2 separate regions of the Columba livia genome follow, and region 2 is linked to region 1. Evidence: chromatin contacts called from public Hi-C data. All regions are on one chromosome and are shown on one strand. The core of a region is the stretch at or near the end of the contact, and the rest is flanking DNA. Distances in the headings are between cores, read along the strand shown. Region 1 holds the start of SH3PXD2B (SH3 and PX domains 2B). Region 2 overlaps SH3PXD2B (SH3 and PX domains 2B).

Region 1 (3,424 bases), core at 522-3,021:
CACTGGCCTCGCTTCTCAAGGTGGAGGACAAAGAGGCACAGTGCCCAAAACAAAACATGTCTGGTACTTGAGGTGCACATCCCAGCTGTGGGGACACAGATCTGGATGGGTGCAATGAGCCCCCAGCTCCAGCAAGCAAATGGGAAGGTGTAGAAGGGAGAATGGAGAAGCAGCTGCAGGCGAACCCCATCTGAGCCCCGTTACGGGACCGGACAGCGGTGCAACAGATCCGCCAAGACAAACAGCAGCGTGTGCAGCTCAGCAAACCTCCTCACGCACATGCTCCTCCAGATCGGATGCATAACCCAGCTACAATGAGTAAGTCTGGGATGGACACGGCAGGAAGGGGGGCATGTCTGGAGCTGGGGCCAGGCTCAGTCACAACTAATAAAGCCACAGACAGGGCAGGAGAGGAAGAAGGAGTGATAAGGGGTTGGGCAGCAGCCGCATCACATCCGTGGATGCAAGGAAAGGGTAACAGCCCCCCTTTACCTTCTCCTCCATCCTCGGCTAGAGCTGGCCTGTCCTCTCCTTTCCTTCAGCTGTTGCTCACTGCCACAAACCAGCCAGGTTGACCCAGAGAAGGCCCTGATCTCCCAAGAGCTCAGGGTGCTCGGCTCCACCAACACAACATTCTCCGGCCAGAGTGAACACCACAACCTCACAACCCAAACTACCACAAACAGCGTGTCACTGGGTCACCCCAGTCTAAGGCAAACAGGGTGGGGAAAACATTCTTGTCTTTGTTTTACAGTTGTTGCCAGGATTCATTCACAAGGTCTCCACAGATGCTGGAAGCATACCAAAGTTCAAATGATAATAATTTAAAAAAAAAGCCAACCTCTTCAAAAATACAAAACCCCACAACTGTTTGGAAGATGCCCCGGACCATGCAGGAACACGCTCCCTGTGCAGCTCATACAGAAGGAGTGCAGGGGACACGGGAACACCTCACAGGGACAGCAGCACCGTCCCAGGCACAGAATGAACCACCCGGGTGGTCCCTCCCTCGCCCGGGACGCTGCAGCCAACAGGTTTCAGAGCCCCTCCGCCAAACACTGCTCCCTCACGAAAGCAAAGGCACTTCCTGGCGGTGCCTCCTCCTCCCTGAGCTGCTCTCGGAGCCCCTCCAGCAGAAACCCACCCGCAGCCACTCCCGGCGGGTCCCGCACGGGGTCACCACCGGCGCTCTCCCTGCCCGTCCCCCCCGGGACCAGGGGTTTCGGGAGGAAGAGGCAGCGCCTCCCCCCGCCGGCAGGGGAGAACCGGGTGATCCCCACGGGGAGACGCCGGGGGTGGAAGCGACAAATCCGGCAGCGCTGCCCTTCTCTTCCCTCCCGTCCCGGGGCTCCGCGGCCGCCTCCGGGCCAGCCGTGGGGCAGCGGGGCCGCCCGTGGGCCGGCAGCGCCCGGCCTTTGTTTGCCCAGGGCCGGGCGCGGCGGAGCGGAGCGCCCCGAGCCGAGCTGAGCCGCGCCACTCACATAGTGCTTGTTGGGGATGCGCCGTTTCTGCACGTCCAGCACCTTCACCTCCGCGATGCTCCGCCTGGGCATGCCTCTGCCCCTCGCAGCCCGGCGCCAGCGGCGAAGCGGGGAGCGGCGGAGGCGCAGGGGGAGGCACTGGCGCAGGCAGCCGGGACCGGAGCCTGCAGCGCCGCGCCGAGCCCAGCCGAGCCGCCCGCCCGCTGCCGGGGGCGGGAGGCGGCCCCGGCCCGCCCCGGCCTATCCCGGCCGGCGGGGCGGCCCCGCCACCGCCCGCTTAAAGGGGCGACCGGCACCACCCGCCCCACGCGTGTCCGCTCCACGCGCGGCCGCTGACAAGGGGTGTCCCGCCCCGCGGTCCCCCCAGCCCACCATGGAGGGGGAAGGCGCCTCGGCTGTGCCTCGGGGAGGGCAGAGTTCTTGGGAGGGCTGTTTGCCCTTGCGGGGAGGTGGCTGCGGGGCCGGGGAGGATCTGGGCTTGCACATCTTGCTTGGCGTCAGGGGGCTGTGCCTGGGCTCCCTGATTCGTCTCCTCACTCTTGTCCCATAACAACGGTTCCCACGGTGGTGTTGACTTGATCACCAACAGCCACAACCCTAAGGATCCGGGAAACGAACTGAGCAGAAATCAGCAGTTTAGTTGGCTGTTGGTATGGTCAGATCAGCAGAACTGTCTTACCCAGGACAAGCCGGATACCCCTGGGAGCTGAGCCATCGCACTCCAGCTCTCCTTCCTGGCAGCCCGTCCCCTCCTGTCCCCAGCTCTGCCCTCCATGCAGCAGGGCAGACAAGGCAGCAGCTGGGCACATCTCCACATCAATGCCACCCACGGCCTCCGTGTTCCCAGCAGCTCCTCAACATGTGGCATTAGCACAGCTTGCTTCCCCCGTGGGCTGTTAATTACATTATAAAGTTACCCAAGGCTCACACTGGCAGGTCATTAGCTTTCACATGAATTTAATTTAATCATAAACAACTCATCTCACTCTTTAGCAGCTCCTTAAACATGGGTCCTTTGTTTACTGTTAACTTTGCTACAACCACCCCAGAGGATTAATGGAGGCACAGGCAGGCTGCCAGGGCTTCATTGGCCCCCCTGTCCTTGCAAAGGGCTCATCTTCATCTTCCTCCCCCTCAGCTAAGCCCAGGACCACAGTGGCCCTGCGGAGTCAGCTGCAGGAAGGATGCTAGGTTGTCTGAAGGGGACACCACACCACCTGTGACCCCCTGACACCTGCTGGCATGCCACCACAGGGCTGGTTCACTAATGGACCAGTTGCACATCACTCCCCTCTCTGCCCTGGCTCTTGCCGTCCCTCCTCAGTCAGACACTTTAGCACAGAGCCAGATGGTAGATTTGGGAGGGGAGGAACAAGTTCTGCCCATTCTTACAGCCACAACGCCTGTTCCCTGCTGTCCCTCCCACCAGGCCATCCCAGCCGCTGTGCAGCACCGTGCTGCTCTGCACCTCCATCAGCAACCTTCATGCCAGCCTCCCCCTCCCCTTTAATCCTGGCCCTGCAGCCACAGCTGGGAACACACAAGGGACAGGATGAACACCCTGTGGTGACACTGTGAAGGGCACCTCACTCTTGAGCTTGAAGCAGCCTGGAGGGACACAGATGGTGCTTTGCTGCAGGAAGCTTTGTGCCCACCTCCCCTTCTCAGGGGTACATGAAACCTTTAGGTATTCCCTTGCTGATAAGCCACTTCCCAGTGCCACAAGGTTCCCACATGGAGATGCGTGCCATGGAAAGGAAAAGGAGAATATATGAATGGGCTCACCTACCTTCTCCAGGAACCAGACCCTGGTTTCCTGCTGTCACCCTTCCAGCTCCTTTCTGTGTAGTGCCACAGATGCAGCCCCGCAGCACATGCTGCAGGGCTGCCGGTCCATTTCTTTATCTCTGCTATAAATCATGTGCACCAGACAACCAGCTTGT
Region 2 (3,424 bases), core at 296-2,795, 52 kb before region 1:
GGTCCCTTCTCTTACATGAATTTTCCCAAGAAATAGGGTGGCTGAACAGCCTCAAACCCACGGCATAAACCCAACCTTCTTCAGGCACAATGAAATGTGGGGCATTTCATGATCCAAAACCAAGCACCAAACCAAAGAAAATACGGCCAAGACAAGCTTCAAAAAATCATGGGTAACAAACCAAGACAACCAAATGGCCTGAAAACCAAACAAATGCACCAAACCCATTCCCAGCCCAACCACAGCGGCCCATGTTGTCGCAAAAGGGCTCTCAACACTTTAACGTAATGCTCCACTGTGGCCTTGCAACGCTGCTGCAGCACAGGGTGGTGGAAACCTGTGCCATGGTCACTTCCCGAGGAGCTTTGCCCGCTCCTCATGCTCACACACATGACAGATCAAGACCAACTGGCCAAGATGAAATATTCTGGTGCCAGAAGATACGCATTGATCCTTGTCACCTCCAGCAAGAATAACAAGCACAAAGCAGGCTCTGGAGCTTCCAAGGAGCAAAACATTCACCTCACGGTAAGGGGACTTTCCTGAGGCTGCAGAGCTGCTGGCTGCTACTTGGATCAGCCCAGATGGACCTCAGGAGCCCCTTCATCTGCTTATCAAGTCCACTGGCAAAACAACCTTTCCCTTTCCCCTCTCCCAGCTTTGTTTTCAGGCCAAGTAAAGAAATCCCTCCATGCTCGGCAAGAAAGCCAGCCAGAGCTGGGCTGCTCTTTGTTCTCTTTCAAGCTTATCTGTGTTTTCAGACCATAATGACTGCAGACATTGTATTCCCCTGGAGCGATGGGTGACTCTGCCCACCACCCTGGCAACACATTCTGTTCCTAATGCCTGAACCTCCTGGTGCCTCCCTCTCTTTGCACCTTAAACCTGTGGTACTCATCCACGCAGTTATCAATAAAATTAAATAAAATGCAAGAAAGATGGACTAGAAACAAATGGGACATTGTTATCTAGAAACTGGGGACTATCTGTTAAGTTCAGAAACCACAGCACTGTGCAAAGACCTGAACACCATCTCCCAGATGCAGAGAACAATGAAGGAATCTACTAGACAGAACAACCCAAAGACATTTCTAAGCAGAGACTGCACAGCTGAGCTAAATCAGAATTTATCAATATGCCCCATCCAATTTACCCCCGCTCAGCGGTGCGGTGGGGAAGTGAGGTGAAGCAAGGCCAGATGAGCAAGCTGGGCATGGCACCCTCGTGCTGACAGGAGGGTGCTGATGGAAATAACTGTTCTTTTCCCCCTGCCATCTGCTAAACCCATTACTGTAACTCATCCTCCTGTTTCCTTTCACCGCTCCTCGGTCTGAGTGAGGGGGCAAGGAAAGACCTGCAATTTCACTTTGCTGCTGGCACAGACACAAAGAGCTGCAGGTCTGAAGACCAGCTGCACCAGCCCACTGCCTCAGAGGGGACGAGAGCTCAGACAAGACAGGAAACAGCAATAAACTCCCGGCAGCATCTCCTCCTCCTCCATTCCCCATGGAGCAGAGAAAAGCACGCAGCAGAGCCTGCATGCACAGCCTCCTGGAAACCGGTGGCTCCAGAGGAGGAGAAGAAGAAAAGGCCACTCTGCCTTCCACTGTGAAACTCATTTAGCTCCCACCTCTGCAACGGCCAGGCCGTGCACATGAACCAGGCAGTCACAGCACAGTTACAAAGCACCGATCCACAGCTGTGACTGCGTGCCGCCAACCAGCCCCACAAAGCTTCCCAGGCGGTAAAACCCAGGACCCGTTCTCCAGCTGCTTCTCAGGACTTTCCCAGCTCCTGGTCAGCAACACTGAAGATAAAAGCTCCTGTGTGACCAGAGTGTCACTTAGAGCACAGTCTCAAGGTGCAGCGGCCTCAGTTCACCATCCTTCAATAACCCAGTGCAATCCTGAAAGGAAACTCTTACACATGGAGAACTCCTAGCACTAATTAACACTCCCCACGGAACTTTTTCTTTTAGGAAAAGAGAATCAGGTTTCTCAAGCATCTTCTCTAGTGTATCAGACAGCATCCCTCTGGATGCAGTGATGGGAAGGAGATGGGAGAACAAGCCTGTGACAAGGGCTTGAGGCAAAGCTAAGAGAACAAACAGAGACTGGCTGTTCTTCAGCAACATGTAGGTGAGCTGTTGAACTCCTCACTGTAGGATACTGTGGACACTGAAAGTCTTAATGGACTTACATGAAGCAAGAGAGGGACAGTGAAGCACCAGCAAAAGGAAGACAAGTCCAGCAGCTGCAGAGCCAGCCACACAGGAGCCACAATCAACACACAAGATGAGATGGATCTGAGGTCACCATTCCAAGAAAACACCTCCCACACAAAAAAACTTTGCTCTTGTAAAAAAATATCCTTCTGTAATACAGTAATGCCTTCAAAATAGCTATGAGGAGGTAGTTTATCTTCTAAGTATTCAGCGAGCTTGGAGATGTTAGAGGTTTTAGCAAAGTTTATGCAGATGAGACATACTGAGAACTGGGGTACAACAGAGTTCTTGTTTGGGAGAACTGATGGTTCGCAAATGCTCCACCGAGCGCTGAATGGAGCCCCTGTCCCCCGCACGGCAGTGCCGGTGCTACCCCTGTGTTTCACCACTGGGGAGTCGCCCAAGCTGAACCTTTGGTTTCAGAAAGCTTCCCCGTTAGCGCAGAAAATCAAATACACTGTCCACGTAAAGATCTTGCGCTGGCACAAAGTGTATTTTTGGAGATTGGCTTCAAGCCCTGTGATGCTTCTAACCTGCTGTCACCCAGGAAAGACAGCTATCAGTCAAGAGGGAGGGAGATCACTACTTTGGAGCTGAGATCTGGCCCAGGCTCCTGGTGCATCTGCATGTAGGGACGAGGAGAACTGCAAAACAAACAAGTCATTATACAAGCTGCCATTTGTCTGGATAGCAGGACGTGGCTCAAAAGCCACAAGCGTCCTTATCCAAACCAACATCCATCAACTCAGGGATCTCTAGTTTACCAGCAAAAGCTCCTGGAATGGCTTCCTAGAAGGGGCAGCTACTCCATCAGGAATGCGAGCCTCCCCTTTATCTATTAAATCCCCTGTCATCTGGCCCACAACTTCACGTCCCTATTACCCCCCAAACACCACACAAGGGTGACAAAGAAAACTTCTGCTCCTGGCACAGCCCAACGACAAAGAAAGGCAAGCGCACAAAAAGCTATGGGGAAGCAGGAGGAGAAGAGACTTGCTTCTGGAAGACACTGGCTACGAGTTTGCACTTCTCATTTATGGAAACAAGGGAAAGGAGTAGATTTGCTCCCCGTTGCAATGATGGAAACATGCTTCTCTCCAGCATCCTCTTCTGGCGCTTTGGACCAAACAGAAATCTTTCACCCGCTGATGGCTGTGAGCACGACAGCTCTCAGCAGGACCTTTCCATCAGCCCACACGG

The links. Hi-C and Micro-C count contacts between places; a contact is called where the count stands out from the background.
Region 2: a contact with region 1 is called in a Hi-C map of crop, with 4 times the contacts expected there. The contact joins the enhancer-like site here to the promoter of SH3PXD2B in region 1. A contact is called at or near these places in 2 of 2 Hi-C or Micro-C datasets (crop and liver).

What each region holds. Positions count from the first base shown.
Region 1 is chr14:2,440,608-2,444,031 of bColLiv1.pat.W.v2, reverse strand. It overlaps SH3PXD2B (SH3 and PX domains 2B), which reads right to left and starts at 1,771. Exons shown (of 16, transcript XM_065029511.1): 1 at 1,482-1,771. The coding sequence starts at 1,553.
Region 2 is chr14:2,492,707-2,496,130 of bColLiv1.pat.W.v2, reverse strand. The region is part of intron 5 of SH3PXD2B (SH3 and PX domains 2B); the gene reads right to left. Among named protein-coding and RNA genes, the nearest start is that of SH3PXD2B, 52 kb to the right of the region's middle. Within about 2 kb of position 1,545, at least 1 of the 3 cell types and tissues checked has an H3K27ac peak away from gene starts, as active enhancers do.